2 separate regions of the Hermetia illucens genome follow, and region 2 is linked to region 1. Evidence: chromatin contacts called from public Hi-C data. All regions are on one chromosome and are shown on one strand. The core of a region is the stretch at or near the end of the contact, and the rest is flanking DNA. Distances in the headings are between cores, read along the strand shown. Region 1 holds the start of LOC119646780 (syntaxin-5). Region 2 holds the start of LOC119661440 (striatin-3).

Region 1 (6,725 bases), core at 1,051-3,550:
GCAACTCTCCATTGGCTGATAGCGTTGACCCGAGGTATTTAAATCGCTCAGTTCTGGCCAGATCACTGCTGCTGACAGTGATTGTGCCTGTTTCATGGGGATCGGTCGTCAAAAATTCAGTTTTGTTTAGATTCAATCTGAGACCGTGTTTCATGAGGCGATCATTCCATTTTTGGACAAGTTTCTCGAGATCATTTTTGCTATCAGATGCTAGGAAAATATCATCTGCATAAAGCAGTGTGTAGGGAGCTGGACGTGTGACGGTGTCCATAACAAGAACAAAGAGGAGTGCTGAGAGGGCACTTCCTTGATGAACACCAACAGAGACACGAAGCGGTTTTGATGCAGCCGCCATATTTCGAACCCAGCGCATGAGTTCTTTTGGCACTAAGTGTTGTCGTAAAGCATACCAGATGAGTTCGTGTGGCACACGGCCAAACGCTTTCTCTACATCCACGGTGTTTCTCCATGAGTAACCGCGCAGCGTGTATTGCGTCAGTAGTTCCGCAGTTTTTGACAAATCCGGCTTGATTCACGGTTATTTCAACGATTTCGCGAATGCGGTTGTCAAGCATGCGTTCAAAAATCTTTATGGTATGGGAAAATAACCGCATCGGACGGTAATTTGAACATTCTGCTGGACTACCTTTCTTTTTCCATATTGGAACAGTGGTACTTCCTTGCCAGTCAGATGATGTTCTTCCTTCCTGAATAACCCGGTTAAAGAATTCACTGAGCCACAGTGTTGGGTCACAGCTCTTCGCTTTCCAGACCTCAGATGCGATGTCGTCAGGTCCTATGGCTTTCCCCGACTTCATTTGTTTTATTGCCTCCTCGACTTCAGTTGCGCTGACTGGTGGAACTGGTCCAAATGTGGGCAATGATTGTGGAAATCTGCTCGAAGTATTCTCGCCATCTATCCGTTGCGGCACGACGGTTGGTAAGCAAAGTACCGTTCTTGTCATTAAAATAAAAAATATGATGACTCAACTCCACTCAATTCTGTCTATTAAAAAAATCGTAGAAAAAAACCTGAAAATAAACTATCCAATGTTGTTTTCCCATTTTTTTGAGAAACATCCAAAGCAAAGTTAACCAAAGGAATCATAGGGGTTTTTTCCCCCGAAAATGCGAGGCTGGAACTTATTCCAGCTATTTATAGCAGAAGCTGCTGGATGGGGAATATGAGTCGTACCTTGCCGAGAGAAGACGAAAACCTCGGGTTAGTTTTTTTCTCAATATTTCCACCTCTAAGAAACCTAAGATTAAGACGAACAATGGTTTCCTTTAGCGTTCAAAATTATTTAGAGAATTTCTGGTTTTAGCCGATAAAGAAACCAAATATAAAGGAAACTTTAGGGAAATGTCCTTTTGGACATTGCCAATATTTCCGCTCTGATTGCGTTAGCAAATCGTGGAGGCGTATCTATTGCTTTGGTAATTCATCTTCACCCCGGAGATGGGACACAATTGTTCCACTGTAATCCAAGTTCAAATACAAAATTACTAAACTAGCTATCAGAAATACTCACAAAGTGTCAATTTTTCCAATTTCGCATATGTGCTTGCAATGTTCTTGCCGATATATTTAGCAATCATCATGAATTCTGAGTAGCTCTGAATCTGTTTCGCCCTCCGCGGGTCCTTGATGTTTACAGCTCTAGAAATATTTCGGCTTTGCAATGAGCGGATCGCATTGCCAAATTCCGTGGTTCGGTCCCGAGCAGTCATAACGACAATGTCTTCTTTCACCAGGTCCTCTACAAAATCCTCCTCGTATCCCTGCGGTGGAAGAAGTGGCTCAACACTCGTGTCTCTTGTGTCGATCAACGGGCTGGTAGCTTGTTGTACCAATGCACGCAGTGCATTACCCGATGTGGTGGTAATGTGGTTGGAGATGTTGCGTAAATTCCAACGTTTCGAATATTTCTTCTCGTCGTTTAAGTCAGTATCTGTAACGAGGACAGTCGTTAGACTTTGTTCATCGACGTCAGCTCCAGCAAAACGGCGCCTGGCTTGCATCGCATAGTTTTCCAAATGGGTTTGGCTCAAATTCTTTACGTGGATCTGTCATTCACTGAGGCCGTGGAAAATTAGATTATCATTTGGCACTGGAATTCGACAATTACAGAATAGAGTTTTGGAACGAAAGGCCCTGGATAATTGACAAGAATCGAAATTATATCCGGGCACAAAGCAACTAACAATTGGTTTTGACCAATATTCGCGTACTTTCGTCCAAGAAAATGAGATGTTTGGGACAAAAGTGAAAGTGACGTGACATGAATGACATGACGTGGTTGACAATCCGGGGGATTCTGTAGGTGGATTTTTAGAAAATTGTTATCGCTCTCGAGGGTAGATGGCGCTTACACTTGTACTAAAGAACTTGCATTAAGAAAGTGCCAGGAAATTAATTGCCACCAAGAGTTGGATAATTCAATATTGCAAATTCATATGGAAGGCAAGAATGAAAATTCAAAAAATAAACACATGCTATGTTTGCTATTTTGTAAACATTTTGAGAAATATCCACCTGAACAGTAGCTGCCTCGCAAAGCCCAATACGAAGCTGCGTGCTGCATGGCGCTCGCGAGCCACAAAATAACCCACGACGACGAGCACTGCGAATTACGTTTCGCTTGCTTGACAGCGTTTAACTGTATGTATTGTGTGGAAAGTGATTCTCAGCTGATTCGGCATTTCGTGTCAATGTTTTGAAGTCACAACTCGAAGTTTGTCGAAATCCGACATAACGTCAACGGAACACTTCGCGAGGAAACGCAGCTACTGTCAACAGCAGGAGCACATGACTTTTCAGTTGTCAATTGTGTAGCGCCGGAGCTGGTCCATGATTTCATAATTCTTCTGGTACTTCTGACTAAAAATGACTTTATATCACTTTGGGAATTGTGTGGCTCTTGTGTATGTCCCATATTATCTGACGTATAAGTATTCCGGACTGTAAGCCTACCAATTTTTTATGTAATTCCACTCGGAAGTAAATTGCAATATGTACACAGGTCAGAATACGGCGCCTTTTGGAAATGCATTCAAGCCGGCGGAATTTACATTTTCACGCAACTCTGTAAAATGCTGGTACTAGCAACATTTTTCGACACAGAAAATGTAGCCGCTGCAGGGGAATTCAACATCATATCGGTGAGTTGAGGAATTGGAAATAAAATGGCCGCAGTGAGAGCTCCAGCTTACAATACCCTTCCATGACCATTCACGAGAAAAAATCAAAGTAGCAGCCAAATCAATACTATCATTGATTTCAGCCTAATTAAATTATGTAAACCCAAAACAGGCATCTTGCTTGACGCAGAGCGGAACTGAACGGTGGATCTGGAGCTTGAATTATATTGAGGCGAAGAAAAGCTGGTTCATGTCCAGTTGTTTGTGTTTTCATGTTTTTTTAAAAGCCCGCATGCAGTGAAAATATGCTGTTTGCCCGGTCGGGTCATATACGCATCTTAGTCACCACTTGACAGAAATCTGGGGAAACTTTTTTAGTATGAAAGGGAAATTGAATGGAAATCCCCGTGTTAGAAAATAATTATTATGATAATATTAGCTTTGCCTACCCAATTGCCACCCACCCACTAGGAAAAACCAATTCGGAACGCTTATTATCCATATTTATAATGGTTTAAAAATCGTATTTTCACAATGCCGGAAAGAATACGCGATGATTGGGTGGCACTTTATGTGATGTCACTGAACGAGTAATTTCAATATATCCCCGTGAAAGTATGCGGTATAGTGTTTGTTACTTGTTACTTTCCAAGTAATCAATCAGTTAACAGAAAATAGGGAAATGGTTACGTGAAAGCACAGTCCTTCAATTTACTTTAGGTTCCGGCAATAATGGTAACGTGCTATACAGGAATATATGGCAAGCACAACGTTCCCGAAACGAAAGTTGTCAAAACGGAAAAGTTATCGCAAATTATTTATACTAATTTGAATAATAGTGTTGTAATATGTAAAAATACGTAATACATATTTTTTTGAAAATTCGTCGAAATATCGGCTTTGCACTGAGCTGCATTCAAATTTTAGGCCGGATGAATATTCTGCGAAATCTCTTGCATATCATTCTTAAGGTCTTGCTTCAACTGGATCATGTATCTTATGTAAGAAACGTCAACGCACATTTTTCTGTCCGTATATAGCTATAAATCCAACATATTCCTTCATCATTCAATCATTGATTTATTCTTTTCCAAACTGCAAAATATACGTACATATTACAGCCATAGATATTATACTCACCCTAAACAAACATTTCCGAATATTGTACATATACATCTATAACTTTGTTAATAATAGTTCGATTTTCTTGGCCAAATTGTGCATTATGTTCTTTATTATATCCATACCAAATTTTGTGCTTCTGGAATGAACCGCGTCAATTTCTAAAATGTTGAAATATACTATTATTAACTTTATTTGTACAGATATCAGAACCGGATGTATTTTGAGGCCTAGATTTCGTACTGCACCACTGTGATTTTTTTCAGATTTTTCGGTCGGGTAGGTACTGAGAACGAGACCTGTTACACTTTTTGTAGGTCATATTTTGAGCCCTCACTCCCCTATGTTCCACCCAATATCAAATATGAAACCAGTTTTGAAAAGTACTAATTGAGCCCTTTCATTTGACACCCCATATGCCAACATTTTATGAAAAAAAATTTTGCACCCTCCATTCACATGTAAACTTTAAACTTAACACAAAATGGCGCCACTTGTTGCAAGTAAAGGGAACAGCAGATCACATACTCTTACCAATTTTCGTGACAATCGGTCAGGTCAAGCCATTTACGAATAAGTCGGGTGTAACACACAGACAGACCTTTTGAGATTTTAAAGAGCACGGGCCAGTTATCGGTCTACTGAAGTTTCTTGACGCGACTATTTGTGACGTCACAACAAATAGTGGCACGGGCTTTTCAGTGCGTTTGAATTTGGTTGAAATTTAAAATGCTGATAAATGAAAATACAGTTTGGTTCAAAAAACGTGCTTTAAGAGTTTTGTTAGATTGCACTGTAGGCAGTCTGTCATTTTTCCGTTAGAAAACCCATTAGGATAATTTGCCTGATGCTATGAATGACACACGCAAGGATAATCTGCTATTGAGGGAAATTGTTTTCCGGTCAGTAGAAAATTTAAATTGATTTGTTCGACTACTTTTGATATGTTTCCAAACTGGTTTAGTCAGAGTCGTTAAAACATTTCAAAAAAGATATTGATTCCATTTTATAAGAGATAATTAGCTGTATTTATCGTTTATAACATGTTCATAAATTCAATGATCACTTTTCTGAGAGGCTATAATCGGCATTTTTAACAATACTGAACCATTGTAGTGTGTGTCGTGTTGAGCTTTTGACATACGTGCACTGAAAGCACCCTTGATAATACTTGCCTCGTGGCTTTCTGTCGCTGCTTTTGTATACACGGTTACATGTTACGCAACATTGTCCCAACGTATAGTTAGGTTCACTGCAGTATGCTATGTGCAAACATGAACATTTTTATGACATCAATCTGAGATGTTCTTGGAGAAATAATAATGATAATGGTTTTGGATGCTTGATGATTGTGATGCTTTTTAAGGTTTTGTTTGCAAAACAAAACCTTAATAAAATCGGTTCAATGTCTGTTTATCTGTCTGTCTGTCTGTCACACCGGCTATACCGATTAGCACGAAATTTAGTGAGAAGGTGGGAACTGTGGACATTATAGGGGGATCTCCATACATGTAAAAGGGGGGTGTAACATTTTTTTTTACCGAATATAGTCATGTGGGGTAAATGAAAGGTCTTGATTAGTACTTTTCGAAGTCAGCCTTAGTTTTGAGATTTATTAGAAAGGCGGGGAGTGGGAGGGGTCGAAAGTAATGATTTCTTTAACGGACCCATTCTCAGAAACTGCCCAACCGAAAAATCTGAAAAAAATAATGAAGCTGCCTCTATATGATGCCCAGGTCTCAAAATTGAGGAAGGGAAATTGAGTAAAACCCCCTTTAAGTATATCCCAGAGTTACAAAAGTTGGTAGTAGTATAAAATATAATATGAAGCATATTATATCCAAGTATGATCAAAATCATACTTCTTTTTCTTCAGCCTTTGTTCCGTTCACAAGCGGGGTCTGCTCGTCGTGATCGGTTTCGCCATTTGGCTCTATCGAATGCCTGATCTGGGTGCAATCTCGAGGCTTTCAAATCCCCATCTAGCGTATCAAGTCACCGTTGTTTAGGTCTGCCTTTTGGTCGTTTACCATCGACTTCGATGTTCAGACCAATCTTGGCAAGTGAATTCTCGTTTACACGAATTGCGTGACCATACCATCGAAGACGCCTCTCTCGCAACTTTTCCACGATCGGTGCAACCCTATAACGATCGCGGATATCCTTATTTCGGATGTGATCTAAACGTGTGACACCACTAGTCCAACGTAGCATCTTCGTCTCCATTACCGCAAGAAGCCGTTCATTGTCTTTTATAGTCGGCCAACACTGAGAACCATAAAGAGCGACTGGACGGACGACATTGCGGTAAATTTTAGATTTGAGACGATCGTTCATACGTCGATCACAAAGAACACCAGTTGTGGAACGTCACTTCATCCAGGTTGCGTTAATTCGTGAAGCAATTTCATAACGCGGTTCTCCATTGGCTGATAGCGTTGACCCAAGGTATTTAAATCGCT
Region 2 (7,092 bases), core at 2,879-5,378, 150 kb after region 1:
AGGTCCACATAGAAGCACTAAAACATTGTCAATTATTGGCAACATTCAAGCGTATTTTCACGACCGAAATGATTGATATTATTGTGCGCCATACAAATAAAAAAACAGTCTTGGGGTATGAAAAATGTAACCAGGAAAGCAACGCACGTGAAAAGACGTCACACCAGGCGAAATCTATGGATTTTTGGGGATCCTTATAATGTCGACATATGGAAAACGACTGAGCAACTATGGGGCTAAATGGATTTTGGAATATCCTGGGGATGAAAGTGATAATTTCTTTAACGGACCCATTCTCAGAACTTACCTAACCGAAAAATCTGAAAAAAATCAAAGTGTTGCACCGAAATATTCTCCATACCGATATATGTTTAAATAAAGTTAATAATAGTATATTACCAAAATTTTTAGTAATTGGCTGCGAAACCCTAGTTCATCCTAGCACCACGAAATTTTACAAAAGCAATATAGGCTATAACATAAAGTATGGCCTTACTAAAATTTGGTGGAAATTGCGCTATTACTAACAAAGTGGTCGCTTCTTTGCAAATTTAAGACTTTGAATGTCAATGTCAATTGAAAGTGGTTTTTTTCACATAATATATGCATATAAACGTACTAATGGGGTAAATGCACACTCAAATCTCTTTATAAAAGAAATACTCAAAACCTTTCATACTTGAAGCGTTTAGCTTCCGGTGCTCTGGCCATACATGTAAAAAGGGGGTGTAAACATTTATTTCACCGAAGGTAGTCATGTGGGGCATCAAATGAAAGGTCTCGATTAGCCGGTATTAGTTTTGAAATTTGTTAGAAAGGCGGGGAGGGGTGGAAAGTTTTGGTTTAACGGACTCATTCTCAGAAACTACCCAACCGAAAAATCTGACAAAAATCACAAAGCTGCCTCTATTGGTGCCCAGGCCTCAAAATACTCTCCATATCGATATCTATTCAAATTAAGTTAATAATAGTATATTACCATATTTTTGGGGAAATTGAGTAAAACCCCCCTTAAATGTGTGGAGCATATGAGGTTGACTATTAACAATACAGGGCTTTCCATCAAATGATTTATTTAAATCGCTTTCTAAAAACCAGAGTGCAATGGAATTTTTAACTATGCGACACAGAGCTTTCATACACTCGTCGCTCCTCACATCTTTTTCTTCAGCCGCTGTCCAATTCATAAGCGGGGTCGGCTCGTCGTGATCGGTTTCGCCATTTTATTTTATGAAACGCCTGATCCGGATGTAATCGCAGCGTATCAAGGTTGTTTTGGCCGCTTTCCGTTGATTTCGATGCTCAGGCTAATATTGGCAAGTGAATTCTCGCTAGCACGAATTACGTGACCATACCATCGAAAACGCTTCACTCGCAGTTTTTCCACGATCCGTGCAGCCCCATATCGATCGCAGATATCCTCATTTCGGATGTGATCAACGTTTCACGCCACTAGTACAAAGCAACTCTTCATCTCCATTACCGCAAGAAACCTTGCATTGTCTTTTATAATCGGCCAACACTCAAAACTATAAAGAGCGGCAGACGGACGGCATTGCGGTAGATTTTAAGTTTGAGACATGCGCTGATACGTCGACCACAAAGAACACCAGTTGTGGAACGCCATTTCATCCAGGTCGCATTAATGCGTGAAGCAATTTCAAAACAGTGTTTTCCATTAGCTGATAACATTGACCCGAGATATTTAATTCGCTCAGTTTTGGGCAAATTATTGGAGCTGACAGCACTGAGCAATTTAAATATCTCGAGTCAATGTTGTCAGCCAATGAGAACTGCTTGATGCTTCTCACATAGGGAAACACAAAACCTTTTAAACCTGAACTTGTTACTTTTTCATGTCATTATTGCGATTTTTTGCCGCTATCTAGATTTAAATTTTGCATAAGAAAATAGAGTTCGTTTTGATATTCGCCCTCAGTAAGGGTTTTTCTGTTACCAGTAAAGTTTTTCCTGTAACGTTATATTCTGTTAGAAACCAAAACATGCAATTCTTTTTACCCCCTTTCTGTCCCGGATTTCAATTTTGTTCACTCACAAAATCTTATTTGTAAATACAAAGCGTTTAATCAGAGGCGACAATGATTTGAAATTTGTGTCATTATCACATCCTCGTCGGTTCATATACGAATAACGTCCACATGTTCACAACTTATGCACTTTTTTCAGGCAATTCGTCAAAGAATTGTACTCCGCCAAAAACGAAGACTGGTTTTCCACAGACCACCGGGATTCAAAGCACAGTGAATCTCTACTCATGACAGGTTTGACACTGACAAGTTACGATTATTGAAGTAACTTGCGTTAGATGCCTGCCGCCCCATCCCGTGCATCGCACCCTATATAAAAGAAAGCATAACTCTTGCAGAAATCCAACCAAAACCATGCTAACAATTCTCTTGAAGGACCAACCTGAGCTTACACAATAACCGACGAGATTGCAATTGAACGTAAACAAGCTATGCTATTACTTCTATTCTACTAATTAGTTTCACTGACCTGCAACTCTGCCCGATCAACGTCCCACTGTGACCGTTCCAACTCGAACCGTGACCACTCGTGCTGGATGAAGTGCAAAATGCCAGGAATTGTGTATTGTGGTGCACTGTTTTGTTGGTTGTTCATTCCGGCTGGGGCTCCAGTGCCTCCGCTGTTATTCCCAACGCCACCGATTACTCCGCTTCCACCCCCGCCGTTTGTGTCCTCTCCGCCCGACCCGCCGCCGCTCCCGACTCCACCTCCACCAGCTGCCTTTATGTTCATGCCCGTTGCCGATGCCGAATTCGTGCCCATTTGCTGCTTGTCCATTTCCAGAAAGAAAATTCGCTGTTAAACCGTTCACCTCTCTTGAGTCATCGCCAGCATCAACTGGCCCTTTCCCAAGTCATTTCATACTTACGTTTAGGTTTTGATTTTGGTTCGTCAGATTTCCGACCGATCCAGTGCAATTATCATCCATCGTTTTCACCTCCTCACAACTAATAATTCACTCTTTTACGTAGCTCACGCGCGGAGCACCCGCACTCCCTACTTTCCGGTCCGTTCGAGCGGCTTTTCACTTCCCACAATTTCTCTGACAGCCAGGCAATCCGAAAAACATCGAACAAACCCAAGCGGCCACAGTCAAATAAAAACGCAAATTCCAAGTAAAAACTATCGCCACTTTTCACCCGCAGTAGTCAAGATCTTTCCGAGTACTCGCCAAGCTGGATGCAATGCAAAATGCCACTTTTCAACTCAAAATTTCACTGCTATTTCTTCAAGCTCCATCGAGGTTTTCGCTATATAGAAATTGCACACCGCAGTCTCTCCAAATCTCCGTTTTTTTCACGATAAACTCCCGTCAATTTCTGCGACTTTTCTAAAATCTCTTTTTCACAGTCCACCGCCGTTGTCGTCGCTGTCGAATTCATGACATGTCGTCCACCATCTTTACAACTCGCCGTACATTTTTCGCCGCGACGTCCGTCCGATTCTATTGTCGTCCTTTTCTCCCACTCGTAGTAAAACCAGCTATTCTACTCTCCGTAGTTCGATTCTAGTTTCTGACATCCGAACGGCACCAAACGACGGCTTACTCCATCCGTTCTTACATGCGACACTTCCGCGTATGTTGTCTTCGTCACACACGAGCCTACTTCAGCGACTATACAACTCCGGTAGGGGAATTCGTCAAGAGTGGGACTTCGCCGCCGTGTATTCCGGAAAATCAATGGATTCTCCCAGTTCCCTTTGTGAATTTTCCCTTGCAAAGTAGTTACAACACAAATTGCATTTATCCAAAATTTCCACACTAGTTCAGTTTTCTTCGCGTTCCTATTTCCCGTGCACGATTCTCAGTGACCACCACGTCGAAAGACACCGAGGCTAGAATTACACAATTACTCGAACGACCAAACCGCTGGTAGCTCACAAAGTGCAGGGCAGGCGATGGGACTACTGCCATCGACTGGAGGAGCTCTTTCGCAGCTAGGACTCAAGTCGCGCACATGGAACCTTGCAAAGCGTTTGATTCACTGTTCCTCGAAAGTCGTACCTCACATTCCGTAAACTCTCCCGACTTGTGCAGAGGCCACTCGTTCGCTTCTTTGTCGAAGCAATGACAAATTGATTGAACGATCGCACACGAGTGTGTGTGCGTCGGTCCGAGGTCAAAAATTTCTTTCGCGCTCCTGGAGAAAGAATTTGCATGAGATTGCTGCAAGGCGAGCAGCGCGAAACGATTCATGTCATGGCTATAATTCGCCGCGAGATTGCATGTTCGATCCCTTCATCCTATGCGACGCCGAACGGCTGGAATCAACATTCGACACCTTTCCTTGGCACCAACCATTTGTCGTTGCTTAACGACATTCCCTGTTCTCCTTTTACATGACCTGATTTAGTGTCATCTATTATCAGAACCGTATGCACGCACCATGTCGGGTGCACCTTCACCGGACTAAAAATATGCCGAAGAAACTTTGATAAAAATTTCTCCGAAGAAGCAAATTTCAGTTCCACTTCGTTCAAACGAGGAAAATATTTCAGTCCGTTCCCCGAGCGTACTTTATAAGGCCCTTGTTTAGCCTCGTCAAAAACCTGAAGGAAATTTTGGAATGAAAGGGAAATGGAATTCCCTGTCATTTTCCGGGTAGCTAATCGGGTTTCCGACAAATTCGTCAGGGAAAGCATCAGGAAAATTTGCCTGATGCATTTCACTGACATCTTAACAGTGGAGAATCTCCTCTCTCTAGGCTCTTTAGGCAAATTGTCTTCCAGTTGGTAGACAACAGAACAGACAGAATTATTCACCGGTGCTGACAAGTCTGGACTTGTTACACTAGCGAATAAGAAAAACAAGTTTTTTTATTATTTCAAATTATTAATTGCTGGAAACACCGCATAATTACACTCAGGTACTTGCAATATGTTTGCAAGCTTTTTTGGACGGACCCGTTTTAACGGGTTTTAACATATTCTGATTCCATTTTAGAAGACATACTGGTTTAGATTTATCTTTCGCAGTGTGTCGAAAAATTCAATGATAATTTTTCTGAAATACTATAACTCGCCCCTTAATTCAGTTTATTTTAAAGATCGAGAATCCAAACATGCAAATACAATAATCTTTCGAAATAACGAACAGTTGCAAATAGTGAGCACCAGTTTACCCACATTGGATATTCTAAATAGCCAACAACAAGTTGCCCAAAATAGTGAACAAAATTGTAAGGCTTTCAATATAGATTAAATTTTACAAAACATATCTTTCTCGTCTTTGTCAGTTTTTTATAGAGATATTTCATTTTATGATTTTATAAATATATCTGTGCCATGAAAATGCAATATTAAAGGATCTAAGTTTCAGGTAAAATAAGGATACAAAAATCGGAAAGAATATTTCAAAGAATCTGCAGAATAAACTGTATCACTGTAAATGATATTCATAATAGAGAATACCTATAATAACTGTAACTAACAATTAAACATTTCAAGATAAGTTTTGGTTATTTTTTTGTTTGCTGGATGTGTATTCACTGTGATATAATATATTGGAATTGTAAAAATTTGGAAGATCAACTGCATATGCATAGATTTCACAAAGTCTCTTAAAAACACCATTGTCTCATGATAGTTTCGAAACAAATTGCTTCTTGATATGACTTGATTTAATGTCAGGTAGGGCCGATATCTGAACATGTTCAAAGGAGAAGGAAGACTAGATCTAGATCTAGATATTGTAATTAACACTGTGGTCGGTGTCAATAGTGTGATCCCATAGTAGTTTGATCTGATTATTTTCTAAGATTCTCTGCGGAGTATACTTGTAGTAAAGATGGTAGGTGGCCACTAAGTTATATTTCAGCGCAAAGTTTTAATGCAGAATCTTGCAGAGTGAGTTGTGAAGATCGGTGTACTCGGTACTGCATGCATGGTCTCCTCTTCATAGTTGCATAACCAACAACTGGAGTTGGTGATTGAGGAGTCGTAAGGAATGTACCGTTTATAATTTTTATTGAGACCAAAGCTTCCTGAATTGAAGTTTTTTTTTGGGAGTAGGGTAAGGGAATGCGTTTACGCACAGAGTGTTGGACTCCCGCAACAGCACACTGGCAGACTATCAACTAGACACCTCCCTGTCATCAGAGAACTAGCCTGGAACCGTTTGACACATTACTTCGGCCTAGCCCTCCCGCTCTCCCGGCTTAGGGAGCCTTCAAGTCAGGGAATTCCTTTCACCAACGGGGAGGGGAGGGAAGGAAGAGAGGTTTTATTATTTCAGGGAACCCCTTACCGTCCAATCCCTCCGCCGGTCGAGTTCAATCTTCTTCGTAATAATAAGAGCCCAAACATAATGCGCAATACGATTTCAGCTGCCAGCGCTCTTCAGCATCTCTCTGACAATGTTGTCTGGAGAGAGCTCCCCTGTGTCTGCATAAAGTTTCTGGCGAAGGCCGTTCCACCTCTCGCAAGAGAAAAAGGTGTGTTCAGCGTCATCCGCCACTCCATGCAGAACACACAATCAGGAGACTGCGCCTTCCCAATCCTGTGCAGGTAAGACTGAAAACCTCCATGCCCACTTAGAAGTTGGGTAAGGAAGTAATCAATCTTACCGTGCGTTCTGTTCAACCATGGGTCTAATTTGTCGATGACCCGCGCAGTCCACTTGCCCCTTGGCTCATTTTGCCAAGAAAGTTGCCACTCGCTAAGGGTGCGTTGACGTTCTTCACGGGAACCACTTCTCTTAAGTTTTAGCCCTTACGGCGATAGATAGCTTTGCGCTCCTTGGCAAGAAGGGCAACGGGGATCACTCGCGCGATCACCATCACAACCGATTCGGAGATGGTGCGGTAAACAGATGCCACTCGCAAAGCTCCTCGCCTCTACACTTGAGTGAGGCGTTTACAATGCACCTCCTTGTCAAGGGCATCAGCCCATACCTCCGCACCATACAGAAGAACCGACTGCGTTGCTTCCATGAGAAGATGCTTCCTTGTTGATATAGGGCCCCCGACATTCGCCACTAGCCGACTCAAAGCTGCGACTCCAGCTGCAGTTCTGTCCGCTGCTGCTTTGATTTGCTCGAAGAAA

Evidence for each region. A called contact is a pair of places that touch in the nucleus more often than the background predicts.
Region 2: a contact with region 1 is called in a Hi-C map of an unstated tissue, with 4 times the contacts expected there. The contact joins the promoter of LOC119661440 here to the promoter of LOC119646780 in region 1. A contact is called at or near these places in 2 of 2 Hi-C or Micro-C datasets (an unstated tissue and whole body).

The regions. Positions count from the first base shown.
Region 1 is chr1:126,880,063-126,886,787 of iHerIll2.2.curated.20191125, forward strand. It overlaps LOC119646780 (syntaxin-5), which reads right to left and starts at 2,301. Exons shown (of 2, transcript XM_038047364.1): 1 at 1,533-2,301. The coding sequence starts at 2,022. LOC119646782 (transmembrane protein 147) reads left to right here and starts at 2,804. Exons shown (of 4, transcript XM_038047366.1): 1 at 2,804-2,964; 2 at 3,024-3,162. The coding sequence starts at 2,888.
Region 2 is chr1:127,025,151-127,032,242 of iHerIll2.2.curated.20191125, forward strand. LOC119661440 (striatin-3) reads right to left here and starts at 4,129. Exons shown (of 6, transcript XM_038070786.1): 1 at 2,918-4,129; 2 at 2,518-2,814. The coding sequence starts at 2,977.